2 separate regions of the Mus musculus genome follow, and region 1 is linked to region 2. Evidence: chromatin contacts called from public promoter capture Hi-C data. All regions are on one chromosome and are shown on one strand. The core of a region is the stretch at or near the end of the contact, and the rest is flanking DNA. Distances in the headings are between cores, read along the strand shown. Region 1 overlaps Rnf169 (ring finger protein 169). Region 2 overlaps Uvrag (UV radiation resistance associated gene).

Evidence for each region. Capture Hi-C pulls out chosen DNA fragments and counts their contacts.
Region 1: a promoter capture Hi-C map of adipose tissue shows a contact between it and region 2. The contact joins two enhancer-like sites. A contact is called at or near these places in 1 of 115 datasets of contacts at active chromatin or transcription factors (pancreatic cancer cells) and 1 of 9 other capture datasets (adipose tissue).

The regions. Positions count from the first base shown.
Region 1 is chr7:99,962,431-99,966,423 of GRCm38.p6, forward strand. All of the region lies in intron 1 of Rnf169 (ring finger protein 169), which reads right to left. Among named protein-coding and RNA genes, the nearest start is that of Rnf169, 16 kb to the right of the region's middle. Within about 2 kb of position 1,426, at least 107 of the 459 cell types and tissues checked have an H3K27ac peak or open chromatin away from gene starts, as enhancers often do. A contact at or near this core is called in adipose tissue, where this site is marked.
Region 2 is chr7:99,022,903-99,026,400 of GRCm38.p6, forward strand. All of the region lies in intron 6 of Uvrag (UV radiation resistance associated gene), which reads right to left. Among named protein-coding and RNA genes, the nearest start is that of Uvrag, 120 kb to the right of the region's middle. Within about 2 kb of position 2,184, at least 48 of the 459 cell types and tissues checked have an H3K27ac peak or open chromatin away from gene starts, as enhancers often do. A contact at or near this core is called in adipose tissue, where this site is marked.

The DNA of each region.
Region 1 (3,993 bases), core at 176-2,675, 940 kb after region 2:
TCAACTTTTAATTCACTCTTATTTCCTAGTCTATATTCTTCTGAAGTCTGTAAAATTCCACTACAGTTCAATCTTACAGGTAAAATGCTATTTGGCTTAGCATAGTTATAACATCAAAGTCACAGTTCTGAAACTCTGAAGTGCGGCACTTCAATCTGCCTGGATGAGTGTGAAGAAAACAGACCAAGCAAAGGCCAGAAATGAAAGCTCCCCTTCCCACTTCTGACCGTATGTTTATTAGCTGACAGGAGGTGGGTGCTTGCCACTGTGTGCATCGAGGTTAACGAACAGCCTGGGCAGTCAGCACTCTTTCCTCCACAAGGGCCACGGGCGTTGAACTCAGGTGGCCAGGGCTCACAGTATGCATCTGGCCTGCTGAGCCCTCTTGTTGGCCCAAAAGCTCCTCTTTCAAATCAATCTTTCACAGCTGAATAGTGTAGCAGACACTTAACATTATCAGTGGGTAGAACCATTTGGCTCCATGATTTGTAAGATAGTTTGTATCTGCTGATGTGGGATTTTACTTAATTTTCCCTCACTTCCCTAACCTTCTTAGGATTATATGTCAGCTTCCTCTACCCCAAAAGAGGAACTTGAGGTTGAAATGCCAGCAACGCTATCATAAGCAGAGGAACAAGATGTCCAGGCCAACAGGAAAAGCAACACAGCCCTTCCTTGTTCAGAGCAGTTAGTTTAAAGAAAAAAAAAATCTACCAATCCCATGGGGCCTTGTAGCTTCGTTGGTTAAAAGTGCCTATCTAGGAAAACATCAACCAACTGTTCAATGATTCCCAAATGTCTTAGTAACACAAGAAATGCTCACACTTCCCTCCCTTGCAGAAAGTGCTAGACGTGGCTCTGGATGCATGAGAGCACAGAATATCCCCATTCATAGAGGAATCCAGGCTGACAGAATTTCCTGATGCCTGCCCTCTGACTCTGCATATCAGGAAGAGAAACTCCCAAGGAACAAGGAAGGTGCCTTAAGAAAGATACACACCTGTGGTCAGTAACCTAAGCACAGGTCTTTAGTCCAATGTACATTCTAAGAACAGAAAAACATCCTTAAAGGTCCTTCTTAAAATGGATTCTCTGGGCAGGGTGACCAGTGATTAGTTAATGAACTACCAGGCATTCTGCTACTTGCCCCAAACACCCACATTCAATGTAGACTTTTTTATTTTTATTTACTGTGCATGGATGTTCTGTTTGCACGTCTATCTGTGCACCATGCATCTGCTTGTGGAGGCCAGAAGAGGACACTGGATCCTCTGAAATGGGAATCACAGACAATAGTGAGCCGCCATGTGGGTGCTCAGAAGTGAACCTGAATCCTCTGTAAGAGACCAGTGCTCTTAACCATGGAACCATCTCTCTATTCCTTCAATGCAGTATTAGAAAAAAAGAACCCTACTCTACTCTACTGGAAGATGCTAGCTTACCAATTCCAAAGGCCAAAGTCAACTGTCCGCTAGTCCCTGAACATGCCTGAGTGTCCCCTCTCACAAAGTTTAATTTCTTATGAAGGTAGCAGAACAAAAGAGAATTTTGGATTTCTTTTTTTTTTTTAACACTATCTCTAACTCCCTATTTGGTGGTAGAAATTAGTTACAGAAATCCAGATACTTAGTAGTTTTGAAAAATTTAGTCTTTGCATTAAACCAGTGCTCTAACATGCATTGCAATGCTCTAGCAATGATTTCTTCTCTGCTTTTGGGGCATTGAAAAAACAATCCAGCTTACTAGTTAACACTAGTTCAAGGAGAATTTTGGATTTCTTGAGTCTTAAAACCTATTATGTCTTAATGTGAATATTCTGACTAGCCATTTGTCCTTGTAATTTGTCATTTGTAATTTTACAATATTACAACCACATCTCAAAACTACAGACATGACATAAAACGATGATTCTAAAAGGTTGTAAGCTGTAAACGTGTTTGGTGAGTTATTTACCACCATTCAAATACATGGCTAAATTAATATCTACCACAAAATGTTTAACTAGAGAGTGTTGCACTCTCTTCAAACATAAGGGATAATTGTCTCTAACTACCAGAGCTGGTTCCACACCACTTATATTTCAATACAGTGTAAGAGTCAGTCACGGGGCACAGTCTCTGCCACCTCCGCAGTTTTACATCACCTCACTCCTTCCTTACAGTTTATGGCTCCTGGCTAAACCACATTCTGTCCCACATCTATGCCTGAAATGCTCTCAACCGTCCACCCTTACCAGGTTAAAATAAACCATCCTTTAATAGGAGCCAAATATAGGATATGCCAGGCCCATGCCTAACTCACTCATCATAATGTCTCTGTAATGCGCCTTTATCACCATTTTCCAAAGAAGGAAACTGAGGTACAGAGAGTATAATTTGCCTGTGTCCCAGTAGTGTATGAAAAACATGATTGAAACCCTGGAAATCAGATTCTGTGCTCTCACATACTAAAATACACACACACACACACACACACACACACACACACCTCTAACAGACAAAGGACATAGGAAATTATTATAGCCCACGACCTAGGGTAAAATCAAACACTACTGCCTTGCTCAGCCATCAGCAAAAAGGCTCCCTCCTGCAGCAAATGGGCCAAACACAGAGACCATGACCAGACATTATGCAGAGAATAAGAGAGCCTGGAATACTCAGCCCTAAACAGCAAGGCTCCATCAAATCCCTCCCTCAGGGCTCAGGGAACCCTAAGAAGAAGAGACAGAAGGAAGGAATGTAAGAGCCAGAGGGGGTGGAGGACACCAAGAAAGCAATGCCATCCAAATCAGCATGATTAATACACACCTACCTCACAGCAGCTCTGGATGACATCATCTCCCTGCTGAGGCTCGCCATGTTCCCTAACAGCAGTCAGAATGAACGTAAATCACCCCACAACCTAAAGAGAACATGAACAGACTCCAAACTGCCTGCAGTTTCCAGACTGTAAACTTGACTCTGCCCTTGTGCACACCCCACAGGGGTCCAACGAAGATCCCAGCATTCATCAGGCCTGTCTTCCTCAGGAGCTCCCGGGCATTTTCTTCCTCTACCCTGAAGGAACGCTAAGGCCGCCTGTTTCTCCAAGGCTTCTGTGAGGCTCCCCAGCCTTTTTACCCTACCCACTTTAACCAGCAGATGCTCCAAGGGTCAGGAGGTGGGGCCATGCTCCTCCTTACTAGGGTCCTGGCCTCTCGAGTCTGGCTGCCTGGCGCCCTGAGCTACACTTTTCTATCTCCTCAGGCCCACGAGGAGAGCACAGCTGACTCTCTGCTTCTCACTAGCTGCTTCCTCCCCTCACCAAGAATCCAAATCTGAAGCTCTGGCTGCCTTGGCAACCTTACAGTGCTCTCATGTGGATTTTCTTTTTCTTTTTTTTTTTTTAAATAAGGCTCTTCTAGTTATTCTCAGCAGGAGTCTTTGTCTGCTACAATCTGTTCCACTGTACCCAGAAGAATTTAAAATCCACATACTTCATAAGCACTGTAAGTAAAACACAATTTCATGATAAAAGCACAAATGAGACCCAACTATTTTTTTCAAATTATGAGATGAAGTAATTATATGGCAAATGCAGACACAGGAATAAATCTGAAGGGAAAAGAAAGGACCAACAGGCGCTAACATAATCAAAAGGGCCAGGCTCCCTGCAAGGGGTTAGTTATGGCAGGGATCAAGAAAACATTCTAGCAAAGCCAAGAAAGCCACTCGTAAACTGTGTGAGTGCACTGTGAACTAGAGCGGAACATAGGATGCATGCGCTAGACAGCAAGGGAAGACGATGCTGAGTGGAGAAGGCTGGAAATGGCTGCTGAGGAGGCCTAAAGGCGGGACTAGACCCCGGGGGTTAGACACAAAACAATGTATCTCTGCATCTAAAGTGCAAAGTGACATGACATGCCTCTGAGAGTGGCAGGGGTGGGAGGGATGAAGTTGGAGCAATGATTACTGAGTGACTGTCACAACAGAGACATAGGCCCTGGGAATACAC
Region 2 (3,498 bases), core at 934-3,433:
GAAAGGCTGAAGAATTGCACTGGAGGTCTTACACTACCAGACCATAGCACCTACACAAAACTGTCATAGTCACATGATCCCGTATAACCACATCAGTTAAGTACAATTCAGATTTCACAAACAGAACTTCCATATAACTCATCTGCTTTAACAAGAAAAAGAAAACCCTTGTTAGTAAATGGCCCTGAAATAACCTAATCTATAGAAAAAAAATTTCCTCTCTCATTCCATGCTAAAAATGTCATTGTTTAGAAACCTGAACATAAAAATGAAAACTATAAAGCTTCTAAATTAACATTTAGGAAAATATATTCAAGATGCAAAATGTTGATGTACATAAGTAGCCCAGGCTGGTTCAAGACTCATGATTCTACCTGGGATTACATGTGTTCCGATTGCAGATGTGTGCCTGCATGTCTGAGTGTGCTGGCTAGTTTTGTCAACTTGATACAAGCTAGACTTATCTGAAAGGAAGGAACTTCAATTGAGAAAATGCCTCCCTAAGATACAGCTATAGGGCATTTTCTTAATGACTGATGGAAGAGGGCCCAGCCCTTTGTGGGTGGTGCCATCCCTGAGCTGGTGGTCCTGGGTGTTATAAAAAAGCAGGCTAAGAAAGCCATGAGGAGCAAGCCAGTAAGCAGCATCCTTCCATGGCCTCTGCATCAGCTCCTGGCACTAAGTTACTGCCCTGACTTCCTCCAATAGTGGACCATGATGAAGAAGTGTAAGCCAAATAAACCCTTTCCATGGTGTTTCATCAAAGCAATAACCCAAACTAAGACCCTGAGCATCAGTCTCCTCCCTGTCACTACTACCCTGACCCCAGACAGCTCATCTCCTATTTCACATCATATATATCAACATGCTTTTATGTTTCTATATAAAATCTAGAAAGCATATATTTCATCGTTATGGGATTGGCTTAAACAGGCTTAATACGATTCTCTTCCATTGATTCCATTTTCCTCTTTATGATCAAAATCAATTAAATTGTACACATATATTTTCTTAATCCATCCCTCCATTGTTGAGCACGCAGGCTGGCTCCACTACTTAGCTACTGTGAACAGAACTGCAGGCCTGTGCAACAGTGATCTCTGGATATCCCGGCTTGGACCTTTGGCTAGATGCCCATAAGTGGTTTATCTGTGTCATATGGAAGATCTACTTATAGTGCCTTCCATAGTGCTGGACTAGCACACTTCTGCCAGCAGTGTGTGGGTTTCTCTTTTGCTGGCATCCTTGCCAACACATTGTTAACTGTTTTCTCGATGACTATCTCAATGACTCAGCTAGCATGGAATTTTGGTGGTTCTGATTTGTATTCTAGTGAAGTTGAACCTTTTTTCCTTAGGTTTACTGGCCAATTGTATTTCATCTTTTGAGAATTGTCTCAAAAGGTGTTTCATTAGCCCATTTATTACCTGGGTTGTTTTGATTCCATGTTAGTTGTTTACCTTCTTTGTATGTTCTGGCTACTAATCCTGTCAAAGGTTGTACTAGCTACTTTTCTGTAGCTGAGATGAAATGCCATGCCCAAAGGCAACTACAGGAGGGAAGGGTTTATTTTGCCTTACCCTTCCAGAGGGTGAGTCCATAGTAAGTAGAGGAAGCATGGTGGCAGGCAGCGCGCGCACACACACACATATACAGAGAGAGAGAGAGAGAGAGAGAGAGAGGGAGAGAGAGAGAGAGAGAGAGAGAGAGAGCGAGCTGAAGACCTGGAAAACCTGGCAAACAACTAGCTCAGCCAGGAGCTGGAACACCATATCAGAGTGCCTGGCAGAGGATGAGGGGACTTTCTGAATAATAAAGGAATCTTGTGCTGTGATCTGAATGACGATGACACAGACACATTTATCACATCACAGGAGAGGACAAGACAAAAGTGCTGCCATTGTGTGGGAGCATAAGAAGAACCACTCAGGAAGTTCTACTTGAGACAGGGGTGCCGATGCCATATCTGTAGTAGAGTGGGGTATTTGTTCGGTATGGAGACGGGTGCTGGGAGATAGACCTTGGCCGGGGATAAAAATGTGGCAATCATTAGCACACAGATGCTAATAATGTTATGAAACATTACAACATTTCATAACATCACTAACACGAGCAGAGTGAATGAGGTCACCCAGTAAGACTGTGAGGATGAGAGAGAGCAGAGCCTAGAACAGATTTCAGTGGAACGTCAATACTGGAGGAATTAGAAAAGAAGAAACAAAAAACCCCAAAGTGAGACTATGCAGAGACCAGGACAGCTGCAAGAGTTGATGTCACAGCAGTTAGAGACACTCCGGGAAGCAGTGACCACTGTCTCCGAATCTAGGAGCCTGAAGTCTGGATAGTGTCAACAAATTTAGCAGTAAGGGGCTGATTTAAAAGATCATTTCTAATCTATTCACCGAGAAACAACAGCCATAATCATCCTCTCACCCAGCTAACAAGCCCCTGGCTGGTTTTCCATGTCAGCTCTTGCTTTTCTCAATCGCATTCCCTGAGGCACCCCCATTTCAGTGCTGAGCTCCTCACGGTGGCCCATCTGTCCTGCAGACCCAGTACCCCGGTCACCTGTGCCACCTGTCGGCAATCTTCATAGCGAGCACAGAAGACCTCAGGCTTTCCTGCCAGCAACAGTCTAGACTCCAGGGCTTTCCTCTCATAGGCCAGAAGAGAGTTTAAGGTTCTCATTTAGACAGCGATTACAGAGGCTTTTTGACTCTGCCTGGGATTAAATTTTCTTAAAGACAACTAGAAATATCACAAGCTACAAACTCATAGCTTAAAATGTTAGTGCTGTGGCAGTAGTGGCACATGCAGGAGGCAGAGGCACTCAAATCTCTGAGTCCAGCCTGGTCTACAGAGCAAGTCCAGTTTAGCCAGAGCTACATAGAGAAACCCTGTTTCCAAAAATCAGATAGACAGACAGATGAATAAATGAATAAATAAGTATTAGTGTTGCCTCGTACAGCCAGACCCAAGCCACTTTCTCCCTTCTCTGGTAAGTACAAACCTATGTTCTCCAGGCCTCTAAGGGTTATGGTCAGCTGTCCCTTTCACAACTGTGACATCTCTCACACTATATATATACGTCTAGTCATGTTAACATTACCCATCAGTTTTTAAAAAATGTTCTTTCCTGGTAAGTAGAAGGGTTACAGCCTATCGATGTTTTACACTATGCATTTCTATCACGCGTCCAGAACAGATGGCAATCACCATGCTACAGAGCTGACTGCCACACAGCACACTGCCCAGGCCTCTCAGTGCTCACTCTGCTCCACAGACAGCCCACAGCCTCCTCCGTCCAAATGAACACTGCTGTCAGAATATCCAAAACACGCATCTCAACAGTAGTCACGCAAGATCACAGCACCAGAATGAGGTTCAAGAGACGTTCAGGCCTCTGTGTATCAGTCACCAGGAGGGACAACAGTGAGAGACTCTGTACTAGCACCGAGTGTTCACGGGCTCTAAAAAGGCATGGTTAGATAAGCTTTT